2 separate regions of the Mus musculus genome follow, and region 2 is linked to region 1. The links are chromatin contacts, called in public HiChIP or PLAC-seq maps. All regions are on one chromosome and are shown on one strand. Each heading gives the region's core, a stretch centred on a gene start, on an enhancer-like site or on the middle of the called end of the contact. The rest is flanking DNA. Distances are from core to core; before and after follow the strand shown.

The links. HiChIP or PLAC-seq counts read pairs in DNA pulled down with a chosen protein or histone mark.
Region 2: a contact with region 1 is called in an H3K27ac HiChIP or PLAC-seq map of embryonic stem cells, with 3 times the contacts expected there. The contact joins two enhancer-like sites. A contact is called at or near these places in 1 of 39 promoter capture datasets (hippocampal neurons) and 1 of 115 datasets of contacts at active chromatin or transcription factors (embryonic stem cells).

Annotation. Positions count from the first base shown.
Region 1 is chr11:8,667,618-8,674,230 of GRCm38.p6, forward strand. No RefSeq gene overlaps it. Among named protein-coding and RNA genes, the nearest start is that of Tns3, 6.4 kb to the left of the region's middle. Within about 2 kb of position 4,309, at least 7 of the 459 cell types and tissues checked have an H3K27ac peak or open chromatin away from gene starts, as enhancers often do. A contact at or near this core is called in embryonic stem cells, where this site is marked.
Region 2 is chr11:11,094,410-11,101,022 of GRCm38.p6, forward strand. No RefSeq gene overlaps it. Among named protein-coding and RNA genes, the nearest start is that of Vwc2, 16 kb to the right of the region's middle. Within about 2 kb of position 4,237, at least 5 of the 459 cell types and tissues checked have an H3K27ac peak or open chromatin away from gene starts, as enhancers often do. A contact at or near this core is called in embryonic stem cells, where this site is marked.

The DNA of each region.
Region 1 (6,613 bases), core at 3,059-5,558:
AAGGTGTGTGCCACCATGCCCGACTGTTTTGGGAAATTTTCAAAGGTGTTCGAAATGCATATTGGCCTTTGAATCAGCCCAGGGAGTAAAGATGGTCTTCTCCAATGTTGGAAAGCATCTTCCATCCTTGAGGCCTGGGGAGGAAAAAAACAGAGGAACAAATGTTCTCTCTTCTTGAGCTCTTAATTTCATGCTGTCCTGCCCTTGAACAGATTGCTTCTGGCTCTCAGGGCTTCAAACTAAGGCTGGATAACACCACAGCTTTCCTGGCTCTGCGGTTTGTACACAACAGACGGTAGGGGCTTCTCAGCCTCTAGAATCTAACACTAGTTGATCTCTGTAATAAATCCTGCCTTATATATAAATTCTTTTGGTTCTGTTTCCCAGAAAGTCTTGATGTGGTACCATATTCCCTAAGTACAAATTAATGGGACAACATGGATACTAAGTGATAGATGCACGCTTGGGGTCTGTGTAGCAAATCAGGTTTCTCGATAAGTGAGGTGTGCTCTTCTCTGTGTATGGTGAACAATGAGTTGATTCAATATACCTTCATGGAGGTATTGCCCTGGGCCAGCCCAGAGTTCCTTAGTTGCTGGATTGGGTAGCCACAGGTAAAAACAGAGCCTGAATGGAGTCATAGTGAGTCATGCTGAATGGATCTGAGATCTCAGACTTTTCCTGCTGGAGGAGACTTCAGCCTCCACCATGGCACTCCCAACAGATGCTCATTAGACTTTGGCTTGACAACTTCCAATAATAGAATCCATCTAATTTTGTGAAAATCAAACCATTCAATGAGTGTAGGTTGGCCTGCTGGGAAGGCCTTTCTAAGAGAGTTGCTTCTAATACTCTCATGAGACCACAACGTGTCTCCCCAAGGCTATGGATCAGACAAGGAGAGTTGGGGGAAAGATCTATGAAGCAACAGGCTAAGAACCATACCTTTGTTGAATAGACTTTGTGGAAGAGACATTGCATGAGAAGAGAGCCCCCTACAGGCATGATGTGGGCACTATGCTGTGCCGGGGAGGGAGGATGAGCCCAAAAAGATTGGGAACAGGATAAAGAACTAGCAAAAAGTGGACACCCATGGGAGCCTACTGGAAACCTGAGCTATAGGTTACATGACCCATGATAGAGAAAAGCTCAAGAAAGGGCCAGACATCTGTATTGCTAAGCTTTTTTTTTTTTTCTCATAGAAAAAAAACCTGGAACTCACTCTATAGACCAGGCTAGCCTCGAACTCAGAAATTTGCCTGCCTCATGCCTCCCAAGTGCTGGGATTAAAGGCATGCGCCGCCACCGCCTGGCTCTTTTAGCTTTTTTTTTTTAATTTATTGCTAAGCTTTTAATTCCCATAATATCCTTTCCTTCCTCGTGCAGCCTACGCCTTGTTTGACACTATCTAGAAACACATATATCCAAGCAGCCAGATGGGCAGCTGGGGGCTTTCTGGGTTTTATTTCATTTTTATATTTAAACAGTTGTGAATTAGACAAGGAATCATTATTTTCTGTCCTTTTAGTAGCTTCCCACCAAGAACCTGAAAGTACTTTGCAGTTAAATGAGTATAGAGGGCTCATTTCCAAGGAAGAGGAAAGCCAACTAGCTCAGCAGGGTGGCCCTGCCTTTTTTAGAAGCCAGTCATTCTTTTCCCCTTTCTGTGACTCTCTTTGGACCTGCTTTTTCCAGAAGACTCTCTAGGGTTGAGTAACTTGTATGACTTCCCAAGCTTCCTGGAACCTTATGGTGATGTCATCTGCCCCTAGTCTAGAGTCAGTCACTACCTCGAAGGACATCTAGAGAATGCTTTTAATTCCCAAATATCCGTTGCTTCCTTGTGCAGTTTGTATAGTGTGCCAGTCTCTGACACAGTTCCATGGCTCTCTAGGAAAGGCAGTCAGGGTAGCCTGGACCCTTCCCTGACTCTGGCATTGTGCCACCTCCTGTTTGGGGTCTCCTGGTCTATGGGCCTTTGTGTCTGGGTGCACGGGCCTCATCTTGTCTTTCCTGTGGCATCACTTGCTAAACTGGGCACCTGTGTCTTCCATCTAGCCACTGGAGACCACGTCTGTCCACAGCTCTGTCTTCTCCACCTTGCTTTAAGCTTTCTGGATTTATAGCCTGAGGTTAGGCAACCTACATGGGTTTCAACTGCTACAGTGGCCATTTATTGTGGCTTTGGCAAACTAACTAACCCCATGGTACCTTGGTTTCTTCCATCAAACGCGAAGAAAAGAGTAAAGTCAATCTCCATCCAGCTCTCCTGAATGCTAGGTAAGATTCAGCATCGTGCTCAGTACTCTGTACAAATACCGGCCATCACAACTGAATACCTTCATCTCTCGTACCCCCGACCTCTCCCACATAGTACGCATGAAGACCACTCCATTAGGGAACTGCTCACCTGGCACTGCATTCATACATGTTTGATTGACATTGTACTAATGGAATCCTTCTGACCTCTGTAGTGCCTCTCAAATCCAAATCAATATTCTGCTTTATGTAAGGTTTCCAAACCTTGAAGATCATCACTTTGGGGACAGGAAGGATAAACATTCAAACTTCCATCTCAGATCTCCGAGTTCCCAGTCTGGGTCCAGGAATGCACTGTGAGAAAAGAGTTTTCTAGATTATCTTGTAAAACCCACTTTAAGAGAGTTGCTTATCCTGGTGCATTCATTATTACTCTGAGACTATTAAAGACTATCTGGAGCAGCCATTTAGCTGACTATCTTTCCAACAGTTCTAAGGTAAGAATTTGGATCTGTTGTAGGTTGGAGATGAGATGCCCTGCCATCTATCCAGTCTGGCCCTGCAGGGCACACCTCAGGAGGGGCTCACTCACTACGATCTGGAGGTCATACAGATTCCAATAGTCTGAAAGGCACCCAAAAGCACACAAGACGTGCTCTTTTCATAGACTTTGAAGGCATGCCATGACAACTCTACACACAAAGCAGAGGCTTTCCCCTATAACTATCCAGGGTTGTCTGAACCAAGAAAGCACCAGTCTCCTCAAACCACACTCACTCTCCTGATATACTCACCTGCCTCCCCTGTCTCATCTCTGCCTCAGTGGCATCTGGAGCCCACTGCCAGAAGTGTTAAACAGCACGTAAGAAAGCCCAGGTCCTCCATGACAGACTCAGAGTATGCATTCCATTTTCACCATCAGAATCAAGCAGGTTATCGCACCCCCACACGACTGTTGCCAACTTAACAAATTATTTTATTGTGTGAGCATGAAGGTCATGGCCTATGAATGAGGATCCGAGGTCAAAATCGTGGAGTTGGCTCTCTCCTTCCAGCTTCATGTTGGTTCTGGGTTCAACTCAGGCCTCCAGGTACCTCTCTACCCTCTAAGCCATCTGTTGGCTTTCCATAGTTAGCCTAGGAACTCTGAAACCCACTCCCCACCACACCCCACTCCATATTTCACACCCCAATCCCAAGTGCACACACACACCCTTGCTCTGTCTGCTCAGGCCCTCAAGTTCCCTGGCATAGACTGGGAGGTTGAGGGTGGTGGGCTGCAGCTGTTGGCATAACTATTTTTAACTTATGTTTTCTTAGAAATTACATTTCTTAGAAATTACACAATAAGCGAATAAATGACCATCCACATTACTGTTTTTCCTTCCATTTTCCAATTTTTCAGAGTTCTGTATGATAAAACACAGAAGTTCCAGCAGCCATCTCTAAACCCACCTTCCCCACCCAACCCAAAGCCCCAAACTAGTCAAAAAGGCACCTAACACATGCCTGTCTCCATTTACATCAGTCTAAACTCAGCCCTGCCCATGCCTCCCAAGAACTGAAACATAGCAGATCTCACACACACACACACACACACACACACACACACACACACACACACACACACACCCTACATCTTTGGATGCTTTGCCCGATGCCACTGACCTCTTTCAGAATTAGTTATTTGATTCAATCTACTGGAAAATCTTAATAATTAAAACAAAACTTTCCCTCCTTGCCTGCTGCAGGCTTCAGGATTTGTGTCAAGTGGAGACTCCATATTCTGCCACTTAAGCTCTGGTGAATGCTACACAAACCATAATTCAATTCACAGAACCAGATAGAGGGAGGGACCTGTAGGTATGGAACAATGGCTAAGGTGCCTATTTAACATATCAAATTAGACCCCGCCTCCAGGTTCTCCCAGCATCCCTCAATCCCTACTTTTTACAGGGTGTGGCTGACACACCCAACCCCCTTCCCTGAACTCTCCATCCCAGAGGCCAGGCTGCCCTTCCCCCAGAGGCTCCTCCCTATATAATCCAGACATTTTGGTTACCCACCCCGCTTTTTTTCTCCTCTCTTCCCTCCACTGTCTCCCTATGCTGTTCAAGGTCATGACCGCTCCAGACTCTCCCAGGTGTGTCTGCCTCTGGCTATGCTCTCCCAGGTGTCTATCATAAACGTTCTCTTCCACCACACCTGGAAGCAGTCATCTCCTTTCCTTTGCTCTCTCTCTTCCCATTCAGGAATGGCAGTTTCTCATTCCAATTTTGGGGGTCTTGTATTACTTTGGCTGACTATTCAGTTTTATGTGCAGTGAGGGTTGGGTGGTTTGGTGAAAGATTCTACCCTTTAGAGAAGAGAAGAAAAAGGCTGGTTTGGCGCAGCGCACAAAGAGCAGAGGGCATGAGAGTCATAGAAGGAGAGCCAGCATATGGTGATGGGCTGTGAGGGCTTCTCTGCTTTGGAGGAGCTCTTGTTTGGTAAGGCTGAGCTGCCTTACAGTTCTCATCATGTCGCTCCTGCCACACAGATGGAGGAAGCTGTCACACTGGAATGGAGCTGATTTTGATTGGCCATACCATTTGTGCTGTTCTACATATAGTTTGGGTAGAATAGAATGTGCCTTTTCTGTTCTGTGGACACTTGCTGGACCAGGTTTTAATCTCTTTCTGATCTCTCCCTCCACACTATTTTAGGAATTCAGAAACCACTTCCCCAAGGCTCCATAGGTCTTAATCATACGTGAGAAAATTGGTGTAGTAGAGCAGGTGACCTAAGAGACCTGGCTCCTGGATCTTTTTTTTTTTTTTAAAGATTTACTTATTTATTATATGTAAGTACACTGTAGCTGTCCTCAGATACTCCAGAAGAGGGCATCAGATTTCATTACGGATGGTTGTGAGCCACCATGTGGTTGCTGGGATTTGAACTCGGGACCTTCGGAAGAGCAGTCGGCACTCTTAACCACTGAGCCATCTTGCAAGCCCCCTGGATCTTTCTCCAGGTACAGTCAAGTCCTTCATCACACTAGGCTTTTGTCCAAGTTCTAGCTACATCCTGAAGGTCCAGTGTCTAGTCAGAGATTTACTGTGGGTGTCCCTAGTCTCATTCATACCATTTAAGCAGTATTTGCCCCAATAGACCTTCAGCAGAGAAAGACTGCCCATGGGCTCCTTTGTTATAATCTAAGAGTGTTATTAGAAACCCAAAAAATGATAAAGGGGCTATACCACAATACCAAAAATGACACAATGTTAACATCCCCTAGAGGTGAGGGGAAAAAAAATAATTTTGAGGGCAGGAGCAGGGGAAGGGAAGTTGAGAAGGGAGTAGAGACAGAGGAAGAAAGGGGACAGAGAAGGAGAGAGAGAGGAGAGGCTGGCCAGGAACACCTGGAGGGGGGGGGGGTGGGAAAAAGGGATCAGAGAGAGAAGTGAGTAAGAGAGAGAGAGAGAGAGAGAGAGAGAGAAGGGGCAGACACACACACACACACACACAAACACACACACACGGAGCAGGTATACAAATATTCAAATATTCCCTCCTGGGTTTAGCTGGTAGATCATCAGGTGGTAGTTGGAGATCTGGATAACGCTGACAAAGAGGGTCTCACTGATACCGAGAATGGTTTGGGGACTGTGCTGGTTAGGTTTTGGTCAACTTGACATTAGCTAGAGTCATCTGGAAAGAGGGAATGTTCACTGAGACCATCAGATTGTGAGGCAAATCTGCGAGGCGTGTTCTTCATTAATGATTGGCGTAGAACAACCCAGCCCACTGTCATCAGTACCACCCCTGGCAAGGTGGTCCTAGGTGATATAAGAAACCAAGCCATGGGGAGCAAGCTCGTAAGGCAGCGTTTCTTTGTGGTCTTTCCTTAGTTTCTGCCTCCAGGTTCTTGCACAGCTCATGCTTCCCTCAGTGACGGATTGTGACAGGGAAATGTAAGTGAAAGAAACCCTCTTCCCGTCCAAGTTGATGTTGGTGAATGTTTGATCACAGCAATAGGAAGGAAACTACAGCTGGGACATCCCCACAAAAACCAGACCTCTGACCATATATGTCCTGCTCACTACCTCAGACTCATCCGGGCTAAAGCTCCAAGAATTCCATTGCAGAGGCACCCTTTGGTGACAAATACTTCCCTGACCTGGAGCAAGGCTGGCTAGTTGTGATCCTTTGGCCTATGCTCTTTAACCTTGTCCAGGGAGGGGGTGGGGTAGGATATGGATTCCTTGAGTCACTTAAGAGGGAGCTGGACTGGATTAGGAAATTAGGCACGGACTGGGGGAAAAGATGAATGAGGTTAGGTTGCCGAAGTTTCATGCATCTGTGGCTCTGGAGA
Region 2 (6,613 bases), core at 2,987-5,486, 2.4 Mb after region 1:
ATTTGAAGTAATTGAGATATTTTTGTGGATATCACTTCTTTTCTAAGAAAACCAGTGACCAGGTGCACAGAATCCTCGAGATGGTCCTGGGAATGAAGTGCTAAAGCTCAAGGTTTGTGTGTGGCTTTATTCTGGTTAGTTTCTCTCAGTTTGTCACAAACTTCAATCATCTGGGAAGAGGAAACTCCAGATGAGAAATTTTCTCCATCATATTGGCCTGTGACATGTGTGGGAGCAGGCATTTTCTTGATTAATGATTGATGTAAGAGGGTCCAGCCCACTGTGGGCAGTGCAACCCCTAGGCAGGTAGTTCTGGGTGGTTCAAGAAAGCAGGCTGTGCAAAGGAATCCAGTAATCAACATTCCTCCGTGGTCTCTGCTTGTTTCTCCATTGAGTTCCTACCTTGGCTTCCCTCAACTTGTAAGATGCAATAAACCCTTTCCTTTCCCCAACATCCTTCTGTTTGTGGTGGTTATCACAAAAACAGAAAGCATACTAGGAAAGGCTTAGAATTATTGCTCATAATTAAATAAATGACATCCACACAAAGAATAAAGTACTGCAAAGTCTTTCTGATTCCTGACCTCCAAAAAGGCCATTCCATTTGGCAGAGTCCCCAAGGAATAAAATACTAGAGAGAAGAGTAAAAGATGGCAATAAAATGATGGAGAATACTTAGAAATGCCATTGAGAGAACTAGCAATTTAGTAGTTACCTAGATATTTTCTATTAAAAAATATAACTCTACTTTATGTCTCTTGTCAACTTCATCCTATCTTATAAATCATGACCACCTCATGAACTGTGTAATTCAATAAGATTTTCAAAGGTCATAATTTTCCTCAGTTTCATAGTATTAAATATGGCACCAATAGATATTGTGCTTTATTTATTGACATGGCATTGAGAATCTCAACCCTCTTTGCAGAGCTTCACTTTAGCTTAGAAATTCTCTCACTTGGCTGGTCAATACCCAGAGCTCTCATGAACCCTGTGGCAGTAATTCCTGATACATTTACATAGGGATGGTTGTGGTACTGTTTCTACACTCAGTTTAGCTTATGTATAGTGTTTATTTTTAAGGTGAAGTAATAGAGAATTATTTCAGAAAACTAGAAGACACAAACAAGCTAACAAAAAAGTTACATAAATTCTATTTACTAGGAAAAGAATCATTAATACAATTGGCTCATACCTTTTTAGGCATATATATACATATACATATATATATGTACTTTTACTAATCTTTTTTCTTAGAATGCCAGTGTTCAATAAAAGAAATAAAATAACATTGGCATTTGTAATAATTGCTGATTTGAGTATGCTATAATTTATTTAAGAGTAGCTAGAGACTAGAAAAGCAACTTTATCAATAAAAGATAGACTTTTAGGGACACAAAATGACAAATGATTCTAACAGACTATGTGTGAAAGTACTTTATATTTTGATAAATGAATTGATTTTTCTAAAAAGCAGTTATACTAGTCCTTCTATGTAGGTGAGGATCTGGGTTCTAAGAAAGAAATAAAGATGAATCGGGCAAGAGTTCTGGTCTCAAGGTCTTTGCAATGTATGGGGAAAGATATCAGCACTTCAAATATGTACTCAAACCTGAAGTTTAGAGATGTGCTATGGGATGTACAGATAAAATTTCATAGATATGCCACAATGCCTCCAAATGAGTCACTGGAAGGATGTATTTGTGAATATAAAATACAATATAATATATATATATATGTATGTATATATGTATATATATGCATATATATTATACATATATATATTAGTTGAGTGCTTCAAATTAATGAGTTTCAAAGCTAATGAGTCAGGTGAAAACTGACTGCAAAATTCTAGCACAAGAGAGAGGCAATCATGAAAACTTTGCAATAGGAAAGATTAATGTAGACACGGACAGTTCCTGGGACAGGCACCAGCTCTTCACGGAGCTGGACCCATGGAAAGAAGAACCCAGTATAGTAGTGATTTAGTTGTTTATTTCACGTATCCAAATCTTATCCATTTTAGAGAGCTTTACTGGAGAACACAGAAGAGGAGTGACTCTATGTGTAGGTCTTGCATGTGTGAGAAAATATGTGTGTTACATCACATCCAAACCATCTTTGAAAGTGAATATGATTTATTATTTTGTGAATACTAAATAACTGAGGTTCACAGGACATCAAACTGACCCTTCAATAACGTAGACAGCTGTGGAAGTGCCATAAACTCAAATAGTTTATGCTCAAAGATGGTCCCTTATATTCAGCTCACTGACACTAAATGCAATTAAATAGGTCCTAAACAAACTTGTAGATAAAAAGAAAGTCCTAATTTTACATGTATTAAATGTGTGTGTGTGTGTGTGTGTGTGTGTGTGTGTGTGTGTGTGTGTGTGTGTGTATCATACTATATTCTTTGTAGACCAGAAGGCTGGCTTCAAATTCACAGAAATCCACTTACCTCTCCCTCCTGAGTGTTAGGGCTAACGGGGTGAGCCACCACACCTGGCTAAAAGATCTAAAGTTTTGAAGAAAAAAATAAAAAGAAAGGTTGAAAGGCAGAGAAATAGTGACTTCATTTCAATCATATGGTACTTAAACATCCCACAACAAATTGACTAGTTTGTTTTCCATTGACGGTTTTTGCCGGGCCAAGAAATATTTGTGGTCACCTTTAATGTAAAGACATGTGTTCAGTATAAGCAACATACTGTTATAGAAATGCTATCTTCATCTATCAGCTGTGAGGCTACGGACATCAATACACAGACCTCTGAATCATTTGATCAGTAGTTTTATTACCACAGTAAACTTTACAGGCTAAAATTCTTCTCCTAGTAGAAAATAATTAAAGACTGCTTCCAGTCTGTGTAAATGGCCTACCTTTAGTTCTAAGAGCTGCTGAGCCTTTCTTGCTAGGGTCAGTTTTGTAGTTTCCTCAATAGCTTTGTGGCAGCCACTTCATATGACTGATATGTGTCTACTTTGGCATGAAATGGTTAAATAAAGCAGCTCATCCAGGAGAGAACAAACAATATCAACAAAAGAATGGTTAAAAAAAAAAAAAGACTATGAGCTGGGCTCAAAGCAACAAATAGCTGTCAACATTCTGCTCTCCTAACAGACTGGGCCTTCTGCACATGGTACTGGAGAAGTTGAAACTAGGTTTTTCGGAAATCACATGCATCCTTCCAAAACTACAAAAAGTCACTGTGAAAGTTCTAGCACTGAGAGTGGCATCTTAGGTCTGCAAATACATATGTAAAAGTTAGCTTTCGGACTCTCAATAAAAACTTGTTGACAGATTCTGAAGGTGAGAATGGCAGAAATGGAGTTGGGGGTGGGGGGCTGGAGACAGAGCTCAGCTGTTGAACTCATCAGGAGTTCAGTTTCCAGAGTCAACCACTTGCAAATGCCTTTAACTCCAGTTCTAGGCAATCTGATCCTCTGACCTGCCTTCCTCCAGCACTAGCTGTACAGGTAGCATACACATACACACACACACACAGACACACACACATGTCTCACATCCATATCCAGTGAAGATAAGTCATCAAATAGTAAAAGCCTCAATTGAGTGACCACATTATTACTTATAATTATACATCTTATACATTGTTACAATCTTCCAAGTGGCCTCAAATGAGCAAATATGTTTGTTAGTGCACTTTATATAACTTTTAATATCAGTGAGCAAATTGTGTCCTTTTCCTTCCAAGAATATAAGAAATTTTGGATCCATTAAATATGACTCTCCAGAATGAAGAGTTTAGAATGTAAAGTGGTTCCTTTATACACTTATTTATTGATATTTACTTATTATTTATACAGTATGACAAAATGTCTATCAGCAATTTTCTGGTAAATATAAGGATAGAAATGCAATGTATAATGTAATGGTGTAGTTACATAATGATGTCTTCCTGTATAGAGTCAGAGTTGGAAAGCAATACCTTCCAATAGAAACAGCAAGTAAAGATGAACGCCACCTCATTGTTGGGCGATGGTTTTGTGCACTGTGTATTCAGATGCTGATTGCTGAGCCTAGAGATCTGGTTGCAATCCAGAATTGGCATTGTCATGATTATTGGAGCATTTCCTGTCTCAATGATGTGTAGATTGTTTTCCATCACTTCTGATTGGTTAAAGATCTAATTCAGCCTACACCGGGGAAGAGGTGAATAAAGGACTTCTGTTCCCAGTCAGGAAGTCCCAAACAAAAGGAGAGAGGCAGAAATGAGGAAGAAGAGAAGGACCAGGAAGATTCGCCCTGAGGACACACATGGAACAGAGTAAGCCAGAGCAAGACTCAGATTGCAGAAAGGGACCACCGTGTGGCTGGAAAGTAAGCTGACTTAGAGGGTTAAACCAGCTAAGTATCTGCCCAGCATAGTGCCTGCAGCTGTTAATAAATAGCTTAGGTTCCCAAATCATTTATTTGGGAGCTAAAATGAACTAGAGTGGGCATAGAAACACCCTGTCATCACTTGAGAGCAAAAGGGATGAAGAAAAGCCCAGGAACAACGCTTACATTCCATCAAGTTTGAATTACTTACAACAAATCTGTAATGCAGTTATGTATGGTGAAGTATATTATATTCTTTGTTAATCACCAAAGGAAATATTCCAAAATGAGTGACTTATTTTCCTGCTTCTATTCTAAAATACCCATGACAAAAAGCAGTTTGAGGAAGAAAGGGTTTATTTAGCGCACAGTTTCAGGTAATGGTCTGTAAGAGCAAGGAAGTCCCAACAGCTGGAGCTTGAGAGGACGTCACATCCACGGCAAGAGCAGAGAGCAGCAAGGGAGTCCCAGCATCTGGAGCTTGAGGGAACTTCACATCCACAGGCAAGAGCAGAGAGCCATACTTCAGCTCCGCTCCTGTTCTTAGCTTACACAGGAAAAGATCCCAAGTTGGGGAAAGGTACTGCTGCTCACTTTTAGGCTGTGCGTTCCTGCCTTCAGGAACTTATTATGACCCTTCACAGAGATTCTTAAAGGCTAACCTTGGTCTAAACAATCGCTTACAGGTATGCTCCAAGACCAGATAACCATCACAGGAAAAAAGCAGGAACTTTACAGCTCACTGTCAACCCTGGATAAAATCCAATACATGTTTACAAGTTTTAAAAATCAATAATAGAAAGAAGTTCCTTCAATACAGTGAAAGAAACCTGTTGGAGGTTGGTCTAAGGCTTTGATTCAATCTGGAATCTGCGTGTCCAGCCAAAAACTGAAGGTCCTTGTCCCAAATTGGTTTATGATGGATCAATAAAGATGCTAACAGCCAATAGCCGGACACAGGGTGGACACTTAGAGTTGTGCAGGCTAGGCTGCAGAGAGGAATAGAAGAGAATCCCCGTGACTCAGGGAAAGAAGAACAGGACAAAGTAGTGGCAAGAGATAGAGCCAATCAGCCATATGAGATTTCAGGTGAGTGGTCACTGCCTGTGTTAAGAGGGGGATGTTTAGGAGTTCCCAGCCTTTAAGGTAGCCAAGACATTTTAAAAATAAGTCAGTGTGTGTGCGTGCCTTTCATTTTCAGATCAAAAGATAGCTCCTGGGCAGGTGTGTGTGCCATCCTCCAGGAGCCAAAGCGGTATAGAAAAAAACTCATCACAACAGATATTCACAAATATTATGAATGTGTTTCATGTGTGGCTGAAAGCAAAGCTCTAAGGAGTTTGATTTTCTTTTGCAATGTTGACACAGAGGTTCCTAAAAAGTGAAATTCTACATTAATATAAAAAGTAAAAAAGATTAAAACTAAGGCTAATATAGAAAGCCAAATTCTATTCATGTCTACTCTCAATACAGAATTGAGAAATAAAAACTGTAGATGCCCTCATCTATGATAGCATCAAAAAACACCTTTTATGGGGAGAATGTCTTTATTCAGCTTATGCATGCTGATCACAGACTATCATTAAAAGTGTATTTTTTTTTATTTAAGAAATTACCTGTTATTAAAAGATCACAGAGAAAATAGACATAGAGATTGATATACTATGTTCATGGATTAGATTCAATATTTTTTAAGATGACATTTCTCCCTCAGCGCATTTATGGACTCAACTGACAAAACGAGTCCACTATTCAGGTGAACCTTTACCTTCCATGATTTAGGAAAACTAATGTGACCATTTAAAAAGCTATTGGAACTGACATTTTTTGACTGTAGGTCTTATAAAACTGCCGCCTTAGACACCATTTTTGTTAGCATAAAATATATATTTGTCACTAGAGAAACCCATGGAACAGAATGGAAAATTAAGAAACAGGATAGAGAAAATTGCAAAGCTCTTTGAAAGGAACATCATTCAGTGGAGGTGCGGAAGACTTGGTGGTGTCCATACAAAAAGAAATCAAACCTGTGCCTCGCTTATACCTACGGAACCTAGAACAGATTGTAGATCTAAAAATAAAGGATGACTTTAAGAGCTGGAGAGATGGCTCCATGGCTAATATACATAGTCGTCTTGAAGGGGACTCAAGGGCAGTTTCCAAACCCACTTTGAGCAGCTCATAAGCCTCTGTGATTCCAGCTGCAGAGAATCCAAGCACCCTCCTCTAGCCTTTTTAACCACCTACACATGCAGAGCCATACATCCA